Linked DNA regions of Hordeum vulgare: region 1 is linked to region 2. Evidence: chromatin contacts called from public Hi-C data. All regions are on one chromosome and are shown on one strand. The core of a region is the stretch at or near the end of the contact, and the rest is flanking DNA. Distances in the headings are between cores, read along the strand shown.

The links. Hi-C and Micro-C count contacts between places; a contact is called where the count stands out from the background.
Region 1: a Hi-C map of leaf shows a contact between it and region 2, with 4 times the contacts expected there. The contact joins the enhancer-like site here to the promoter of LOC123444897 in region 2. A contact is called at or near these places in 2 of 6 Hi-C or Micro-C datasets (leaf and seedling) and 1 of 1 datasets of contacts at active chromatin or transcription factors (embryo).

What each region holds. Positions count from the first base shown.
Region 1 is chr3H:547,943,490-547,948,494 of MorexV3_pseudomolecules_assembly, forward strand. No RefSeq gene overlaps it. Among protein-coding and RNA genes, the nearest start is that of LOC123444900, 47 kb to the right of the region's middle. Within about 2 kb of position 2,057, at least 3 of the 3 cell types and tissues checked have open chromatin away from gene starts, as enhancers often do. A contact at or near this core is called in leaf and seedling, where this site is marked.
Region 2 is chr3H:547,890,163-547,895,130 of MorexV3_pseudomolecules_assembly, forward strand. LOC123444897 (delta-1-pyrroline-5-carboxylate synthase 2) reads right to left here and starts at 1,275. Exons shown (of 21, transcript XM_045121779.1): 1 at 970-1,275; 2 at 368-439; 3 at 141-244; 4 at 1-46. The coding sequence starts at 1,071.

The DNA.
Region 1 (5,005 bases), core at 807-3,306, 54 kb after region 2:
TAGCCGATGGCTCGTCATCTGGTGGGATGAGGAAACACGCGCGGGAGATGCCACCCGACATGCGCTCCGGCACAAGTAACCTGTTCGACGGAGTGCCGGCGACCATCCACGAGGAGAGGGCTCATCGGTTCATATAGATCATCATCCCCGAGGGTGCTCTAGCGGCCGTAGGTGGTGCCGCCGCGACTGCGGCTGGCTATGATTCCGAAATGACCCAAAACCAGGACGACCGAGCCGTCCGTTCACGTCGTCGACCTATGACCAAGCCGGCATGCAGCTCGCCTTCGTGCAAGATCAGGTCGGCCTCGACGTGGACGGCTTCCCGCTCGACCACGTGTTTCCAGATGACTGCGGTCTCGAGGACGAGGATGAGGTGGACATCATTGAGGAGTCTTTGTTCGAGGACAAGCTCGCCACGCGAGCCGCATGGGTGCAGCCCAAGCGGAAGAGCAGACGGACGAAGGCATACACGGCGGCTGAGGAAAAGCTCCGTTGTGAGTGTTGGAGGGACATTGGGCAAGACCCCAAGGTGAGCGCCGAACAAAAGGCATCAACCTTTTGGATTCGTGTCCATCGTGAGTTTCACGAACGCAAGAGTTTCCGCCGTACCAAATGCAAAACACACGCTGGTGGGTGTCCATTTTGAAGCGATGGATGGTGATCCAACAAGAATGCAATACGTTTTGTGCCACTTATGAGAGCATCAAGGCACGCCTCGTGAGTGGCATCGGCATGCAAGACATGGTATGCATGCATACACCCTTCTTTTTTTCACGTTCATTTGCTAATATGCTTGCATTTAATCCATTTATAGGCATTCCAAGCTTTATACGCATTCAAGGTCCAACACGAAGGCAAGTCCTTCAACCTTTCTCATTGTTGGAGGATCATTAACCATGAGAAGAAATTCAAGATCCAATATGCCGCACTCACATCACATGGGGGGAAGGAAGCCGTGGAGGAGATTGAGGAGGGTGAGAAGCCACGGCCGCGAGGAAAGACCAACTTCAAGAAGGAGGACAAGCGGAATGCGGCGTCGATCGCCTTGATCGCAACCGTGGAGGACATGATTAGCAAGAAGGATTCAAGGGAGTAGAAGCGCCGGCAAAACAAGCAAGAGCAAATGAACGCCTTCATGGAGATACAGAGGAGGCTTGAGATGGAGGCGGAGAAGCAAGTCAGGATGCTTGAGATGGAGGGGGGAGCAAGCCAAGATGCTAGAGATCGAGGCCGCCAATGCCAAGACCAAGGCGAAAGAAGTTGCTCTCGCTAGCATGATGACAAGGGTAGAGATCATGAAGGTGGATCTCAACACCGTGTTGTCAAGAAAGAGGTCGTGGTACGAGAAGATGCATGCCGACATGCTCAAGTTCAACGATGAGTGATCTATGGCGTCGAGCGTCATCCTTTTTTGTATGCTGGCAAGTGTGCTGGCATGACCACAACCGCGATGGCGTGGTCGAACTCCTGTTCCTTTTTGTGTGCTGACATGTGTGCCGGCCGCTCGCAAGTGCGTCAGCATGAACTGTTTTCTAAAGCTGGCATTATTTGTCGGCCGCTCACATGATGCCGACATGAACTTTGGACGACGACATGGTTGTTGCCTTGATCTACTTTCTAAATGTGTGCGTCGATATAAAATGGATCGCGGGCGTTGAATACGCTGCCAAACCAAATCTTAAACAAGCTAAATGTCGAGCGGACGGCTGATCCAAACAGACAAAAAGCAAACAAAAGCGTTGTCAGTTTGGGTCGGCGCTTTGAAGTTGCTCTAAACGACACTATTGCAATTCATCGAACTATCCTTTTCATGTAACCACAGTTGTTTGTTTAGCCGTCGCCATGTAGAAGTTCGTTTCTTCGCGGTACTCAAGCCAGTCGTGCGGTGCCGAGCACTGGAGGTGTACCTACGTAACCAGCAGCATATTCTCTGAACTGGGTTTGTATCCTGCAACACGTAGTAGGAGTACATTGGCAGCGTGACTTCCATAGCCTGAAGCGCACGCCGTCGCCACGTGCCCCGCCAGTCCAGACAGAGCGTCACATGACGAAGCTGATAACTATGAGAAGGCAGTGACGTCAAGAGGTTGAATCCAAAACAGCGACCAATGATTAAGGCGAGCAGGACAGTGGGACGTGTCAGGGTGGTGATTAAGCCGTGCAACGTAGACGGGACGTGTCAGGGCGATATGCTTGAGGAGCCGACGCTCAATCAAGCAGGCCAACGATCGGGATCATGGAGGCGCGACGTGTCCAGAGGAGGTACGCCAACACGCGACGTCCATCCAAAACATCTCCATTATTCCTCCTGTTTTTTTTTTTCTGAAGAAGGAGATGCAACAACCGTGCAATGGTTCTCCAGAACGCATGCACTCCCCGACCCACCACACACACACAACGCATGGATGGCGAGTTTGTGTTTTGTAAGGGAAGTCCATGAGCCAGTGCGATGATTCGTCAACCTCACCGTATGCATACAAAAGCGGCAACGGACGCGCCCAACTTCGACGTGGCTTTCGAGTTGCCGCGTCGGAGAAAATCGCGTCCCGGGGGTGTGGTGGAGGACTGACCGACTGAGACAGATCACCAGAACATTTGTTATCATCACCAGCATGCAACAAGATGCAAGATCGCCATCACCATCTCCAGCATACGCAAAGCCCTAATTAAACGTGCATTTTGTGCTCAGGGAGAGTAGAATTTGGGTGCGCATTATATTCTTATTACGTGTACGCACGTTAGAAATTTGGTAGAGGAAACTAAGATCAACTTTAATGGAGCGACCCATTTCGTCCGCTGAAGTTTGTTTGACTCGGTGTAGATATAAAAGTCGGTCCAACGCGCCGACCCAAACGGACGCGCTTTCGCTTGGCATCCGTCTGCCGACCCATTCACGGTCCATTTTTGACCTAGATTTGCGTCGGTGCAGACACGAGACGGACGCGGGCGCACCCCTTTTCCTCCCCCGGGACTGCTGGTCGGTGGCATCCTCGATCATTTCTCTTCATTTCCCCCAAAAAACCTTCCGTCCGCACGCGCTCCCACCCCAGCCCCGCCATGGACGACGACCTCAACGCCGCCGCCGGCCTCGCCTCCCTCGCCTCGTCCGGCATGACGACCGCCCCTCTGGCAAAGGCAAGCCTTGCGGCCCCCGCAAAACCACCGTCTCGCCCAAGCCAAAGAAGACGCCGACGCCCGAACAACGCGCAAGGGAGCCTGCCAAGAGGAAGGGTCGCAGGCACGCGGCGGACGCGAGGGATGAAGCCATCGCGGCGGCCGTCGTCGCCGCCGCCGCGCAGCAGGAGGTCACCAACGCACGCCTCACGGCGGCAACGAGGGAGGCGCTCTATATGACGGCGCTGGCATGGTGCCGGCATGAGACATGGTCACTAGCATGATCTGTGGTCGCGGGTCTTTTAAAAAAATTGTGCGGACATGAAATGGGTCGACGCGTTGAGCGCATTGCCGATCCAAATCTAAAACAGGACGAACGTCGGACGAAGAACTATCCAAATGGACAAAAAACGAACAAAAACGATGCCTGTTTGGATCGACACGTTGGAGTTGCTCTAAAACATGACAGCTTAAACTTGTGACCACGTGTCAATCAAAGTGTGGTATGGTACAAATGGATTGGATAGTTCTTGGTTGATCCACCATAATAATTCAAACACTTGGCGGGTGTAGAATTGATATCAGATTGGATGTGGCCTCTCACAATTTTAAATTTTAAATCAATTATCGACATCATTGAAATTTTAAGACATATATGGCCTTGGACAATATCCAGAATAGTTCTCACCCACATATTCTAATTCGACGTGTCACAGAGAGCTTCCCCAAAGTTCCACTGAACATCACTATGTAAACGCATATGTGTCATCCCGATCTAGATATGTGAGATGTCGCCACTTAGTGGATCTCCTAGTAATAGAAAAACGACCATTGAGAGTCCATGAACTTATTTGTACTCTCGATAACCAGTTTAGGATGAACTACAAGCGTAATATTTCTTTCTAGTGCATAGGTGCACGTTGTAGTGCCAATGACACGCATTGAATCAAAATTGGTGGTGTCTAGATGTAATCTTAGTTTCGGTGTGAGCCATTGATATGTGGATCCAACGACAAAATTTGCATGCAGCAAAGATACGGGTCTACCTCTGAGGGCCAGTTCTTTTGAGTTAATTTTAAAGGATATGAACATGATGAATCGATACCACAAAAGAATTCAATTTGACATGAAAAATCACGTGAAAATCTTGAAGAATCCTAGCGAATGGCGTCCTGAAGGTGTGGTGGAGGACTGACCAACTGAGATATAATATATACATCACAAAAACATTGTCACTATCACCCGCACGCAACAAGATGCAAGATTACCATCATGGGTGTACGTAAAGTCCTAATAGAACGTGCATTTTCTACCAGGGGAGGGGAAGAGTTTGGGTACGCATTATATTCTTATGATGTGTACGCATGTTAGACAGTTTTTCAGAGAAAACTACTTCCTCTCTTTCTAAATATAAGTCTTTTAAACGATTTCACTAGGGATCTACATACGAAGCAAAATGATTAAATATACACTCTAAAATATGTCTATATACATCTGTATGTAGTCTATTAATAAAACTTTTTAAAAGACTTATATTTAGGAACGCAGGGAGTAATATGTCAACTTAAACTTGTGCTCATGTGTCAGAGCATCTCCAACAGCCGCGCTTCGCGCCGCGCCCAAAAAATGTTTTTACAGCGCGCGCGCCGGCTGGTTTAGCGCAGCGATAGGCGCTGGCTCCAACAGCCGCGCTATAATGCAGCGCGCGCGCCGCGCTCCAGCAGTGCCCAAAAATGCAGCGCGCAACAGGCACAAACCACATGTACATTTCAAAAAATAGTGAGAAAAACGATCAAACAAACAAAATAAATCAACAATAAATAGTTATTACAACTCAAACAAATAGTTTCTCGTTCAGTACAACAAATAATGCAATAAACACAACCAATAG
Region 2 (4,968 bases), core at 25-2,524:
GGCCTTCCCGTCCAGGTCCAACTGTGGGTTCTGCAGATCCGCAAAGCTGCAAGCAAGGAGAAATATCAGCAAAGGTAATGACGAAATTACCAGAGCTAATAGCCGTCAGCAAACTGCTGTGACCAAAAACTCTCTGCAACCTGCTGTTGATTAGCTTCCGGTACTTGAGCCTCTGCCTCCCGACGCCAACGGCGCCGGAGGTGACCAGGATCACCTCATACCCCTGGAAATTAAGCTCCTTCACCTGAAACATTTCCACATATTCACCGGTTAGCAACTGCAAAAAGAATTTTTTACAGGTTTAGCTGAAACCGCTGTAAAAAAAGTTGAGTTAAAAGCACATGGCTCGTCAGAAAAGTCGAGTTACCTGCTCGCAGAGAGCTCCGAGCCTGCCCATGGCGAGTCGGCCATTCTGCCCGGTGACAACAGCGGTGCCGACCTGCTCGCACGAGAAAGCGGTTAGATGGATGAACCCGACGAACACATAACACCGATTTGCTTAGCGACCAAGTAAAAAAAACATTTTTTTACCTCGCAACGAACTATACTATATATGAAAAATAACTTCGTAATTCAGTTTCAGGGATCTCCTCCGTCGTTTTTACCAGCGGGGTTAATCTAGAACCTCGCACGTGATCTTTTATATTTATGCCACGCCATAATAACATGAGGTGCGGCGAATCGAAGCTATTTTCGCCGCCTTTGTTTGAATATAGATAGATACTCTGCTAAATCAGCTCGCTGACGTCATCAGATCGGGACCTTTTCGCCCGTGCCAGCCCCGACGCTTTCCCCGATCACCCGTGCTAGCCCCGACGCGCTCGGGCCAGGATCACGCACGCCGGAGAAGAAGGGGAAAGCAAAAGCAGTTCCAACGAACCGGCCCAACAAAACGGCGGCGGCGGCATTAGATTCGTATCGAGGAGGAGGAGGAAAAGCTGGCCATGCATGCATGGGAGTACCACCAACCTTGACGACGATGCGCTTGACGTCCCTGACGAAGCAGCGGGTGGAGTCGCTGTTCTCGAGGTCCGCCGCCGCAACGGCGCCCCCGATGCCACCCCTGCCCATTCTCCGCTCCCGCTTCTCCCCCCGGCGCGGCGACCCGCTCTCGCTCGCTCGCTCGCTCCCGATCGAGACGGGCGAGGCGAGGAAGGGAGAGACAAAAAAAAGAAGAGGGAGCGAGGGAGAACGGGTGGGCGAGGCGAGGTCAAGGTGGAGGTGGGTGGAAGCGGCGGAACAGAACCGTGGGATACCAAGTGGAGCTACCGGGCGCCCCCGATTTAAAGGGGGAGGGGGGAGCGAGCGGGCCGTCGCGTCCGGGGTACGTGTGCGGCGCGATGGCGGCCCTAGATCGTCTGCGGCCCGCCCGCGGCCACCGCCTCGGCCGCCCGTGCGGGGCGGACGCGTGTGCGCGCGCGGGGGGAAGGCCGTTGCGCAAAATATCCCCCCGGGGCCGAGGAAATATAGGGCGGGCGGGATGGATGGATCGAGCGCCAGCTGTCGCCCCGCACCTGGACACAGCAGCGGCGTGGTGGTGTGCTGGTGCGCGCGCGCCGCAGTGGACGCTTGCGGGGTAGGCTCTTTTGATCGTTTCTGAGGCCGGCTGGCTCGTCCGGTCGTGGTAGTGCCCGTAGGAGTAGGAGTGGTGCATGGTGCATACTACACTCGTGCTGCTGGCTCTGGCATGGGGTGGATTGTTGTGGCCGTTTTGATGCACCAGCCAATTTGTTTGTTTGCGTTTGCACGCTCACGTCTTTCCTTTAGAGGGCCCTTCCTTAAAGGAGGCTGCATGCCGGCACATGTATGTGCTACAGTACGTACATGGTTTGGAGTTCCAAGGAGGTGAGAATGTGGCGCTACCCGCTAGCGGAATGGTCAATGGTGTGTCCAAGGATTCGGGTATGTGCCGTGGAACATGGACGCTTAGGTCAGGTGGTGTTCCGTCGAGGCCGCGAGGGAACCGAGTAGAATGGAACGGAACGGTTTTAGAAGTTGTGGGCCTTAGGTTCACGGAATGCGGCGAGCGTGAAACGGAAGGACTCCGTTCGTTCCATTGAATGGAACGTTTGGCCGGTAGCGAAACCCGTTCGTCCCGATGATAACTTTGATGCCGACAAGACAGTTGATTTCATGCTTGGTTGGTTTCCATTTTTATTCCCTCAATCAAATGGAATATAAATCTCGATGTAAACACAATATTATGTTCACCAAACATAACACATGTTCATCTTATCCCAATTCTAGAACCATTTCACTTTAATTCCGGTTGATTCACACGATCAAACATATGATTAGCGGTGATATATTATGTGGATCTCATATGCATGTGCTTGTTTTTGCCATGTATGAAAGACAACCAAAACTGCTAGAGTGCAGCCACCAAAACCGTAGTGCATGATTGAATCATACATTCTAGGATGTAGGTGGTGAAAATGAACAGAATGTTGGTGGGAAGCGGTGGATACGCAAATCAACATATGAGGATGAGATCACACCAAGACATATCAGTGTGTTATTAGTTTCGTGAAAAATGAAATAGGAAAAGAGGAGCTGTAAATTAATCTAACTAAACACGTTTAGTTTGTGTGTCCAATAAAATGATATATTTCATCATCTTTCTAGAACATGTACATGCTAGCGAAGTACTATGTCGATGGATTGACATATATGTTGTGGACCAAAGACATTTAGGTATTGTTTAGTTCAGAGCCCTGGACATACCAGAATGTAACGGTCTTGGACTTTGTGGTCTTTGTCTCATGGGATGCAGCAAAGTGTTACAGAACGAACCGGTTGCATTCAGGAGAACTTCGGCCAAGAGTTGTGTTGGTAACTAAAACAACAAAACAATTTGTTCAATACTTGGTCTCTTTCTATTTCCGCCCCATTGACCACACGAGATATGAAAAAGTTATGTTGTTCATAACGTCTTTTTTCTTTTCATCTCATTCAAAGTTTCCATAACCATTTCATTCGATCCCACCTGGTCCCTAATCAAGCATGATATTGGGGGTAGATTTAACCATCTAACTATGTATTAATATATTTTTATGTAACGAACATATGGAGTGTGGTCGACAAAATTGTTGTACAAAATGAGTCGTGTTAGTTTAGGATGTTGGTGATGGAAGGGCTGGATGCGATATAGTACATATGATTGTGTTATCAGTTTAAGGGAAGAACTCTTTGCTAAAAACATTAGCTCGAGTAACAAAATTATATATTGCCTCCGTTCGAGTTACTCTATAGAACAATATTTTTCCTAATTTATCATCAATGACATGTCAGATGCAAATGAGCCCAGTTAACCTAAGGAAGGGTTTGAAATTGAAACATCCCTTATTCAAAGACGAAAAAACAAATCTAAATATTCGAAGCTCATGTTTCATGAGTATTATACACTTTTACACGCATATATGAAGTGTTGATATGATTTGTATCGACTAGCAAAATGCATGGTTACTATGGCTTTTTTGTATTTATTTTATGTGTTCTAAACACTATCATGGTAAAAAAGACTTGGATTACCATGGTAATTTTTATATTTACTTTGTACATGTAAGAAGGAATTTAATATTCCTAAAATTATGGCTTTGATGATTACATTGAATTGGGTGTGGACAAAGTCAAAAGGGCGTTGAAGAACGGTGGATGTGTCATATTTGTTGTGCATGGGGGAGGATGGTGGATGTGTCAAAGTTAAAAGGGCGTTGAAGAACGGTGGATGTGTCATATTTGTTGTGCATGGGGGAGGATGGTGGATGTGTCAAAGTTAAAAGGGCGTTGAAGAACGGTGGATGTGTCATATTTGTTGCGCATGGGGAAGGACCACGAATAGTGAGTGAATTAATCCAAAATGATAAGGTAATACTAAAATTCGGAGAACCTTACAACATGAGATGTCCACAAATCACAATGTACTAAAATCAAATGCTGTAAATGTTTTATTAACATAAAAGGGGAAGGGGAGTTGTGGTTATCGACCAGATGACACAGATGGTGTCGAGGCCATGTAAGAATTGTGTGGTGTGATCAATCTCGGAGAGTGGGTGGCCGATGTAGGCAAGGCCACCGGTGAGGAGTTTCATGCGGTTGGTGTACTCACCGACCGGGAGATCGCCATGTTTGGGATTGATCTACTGTCGGTTGACAAACATATATCGGGCAACCCGATTTGCTAGGAGATAGTCCTTGATTTTCTTCTAAAGGGCATAGGAAGTTGTGGCGCCAATGACATGGTCAATGAGAGGATCAACGAGGGTGGCATAGATCCAAATAATTATGTGACGGTCTATCTCACGACAGAGGCAAATCGGGTTGCTTTGGAGGTTGTTGCCCGACGAGAACGAGCATGAAGAAGGTCTTCCACTTGTGGTAGCTGTAGACTATCGGGTTGATTTTGAAGTGGATGTGGTTCGTGATATGATCATTAAGAATATGGTGGCGTGCTGGGTTTGCTGGCGGTGATGGCGGTGGGGGCACAAAGTAGTACATAGGAACAAATTGAGAAGTTGGTATCGAATACGAAGGGTGGGGAAGAGCCAACAGAGGGGGCTTGAGAGATGTCGACATCGGTGATAAAGGTTGTAGCGGCAAGAGAGGCCACCGAAGTGCCGCGAGGAAGCACAAAGACGCATTGTTGGTTGCAGCGGAGAGAGGGGAGGGTGGGTGCTTAGCGGAGGAGGAGGAACCCGTGCGAAGTCATGGACACCACTGATACCGAGTTGAAGAGAGGAATTCATTCTTAGATTGAATCAGGTACAATTTAAAACATATATGTTGAAGAGGATAAGTTGAACGCCTTGTAAAGTAGGCACATAGGCCATGGGCGTTAGAGATCCTAAATACTAGGAGCTAGTTGAGTCCTCAAATCCTCCTCAGACGTTCGTGGGCGAAATCGGTCAGTGACCGGACAGGAAAGATTAGAAAAAAATTGACCCAACCGGATCCCTCATATCATACCTA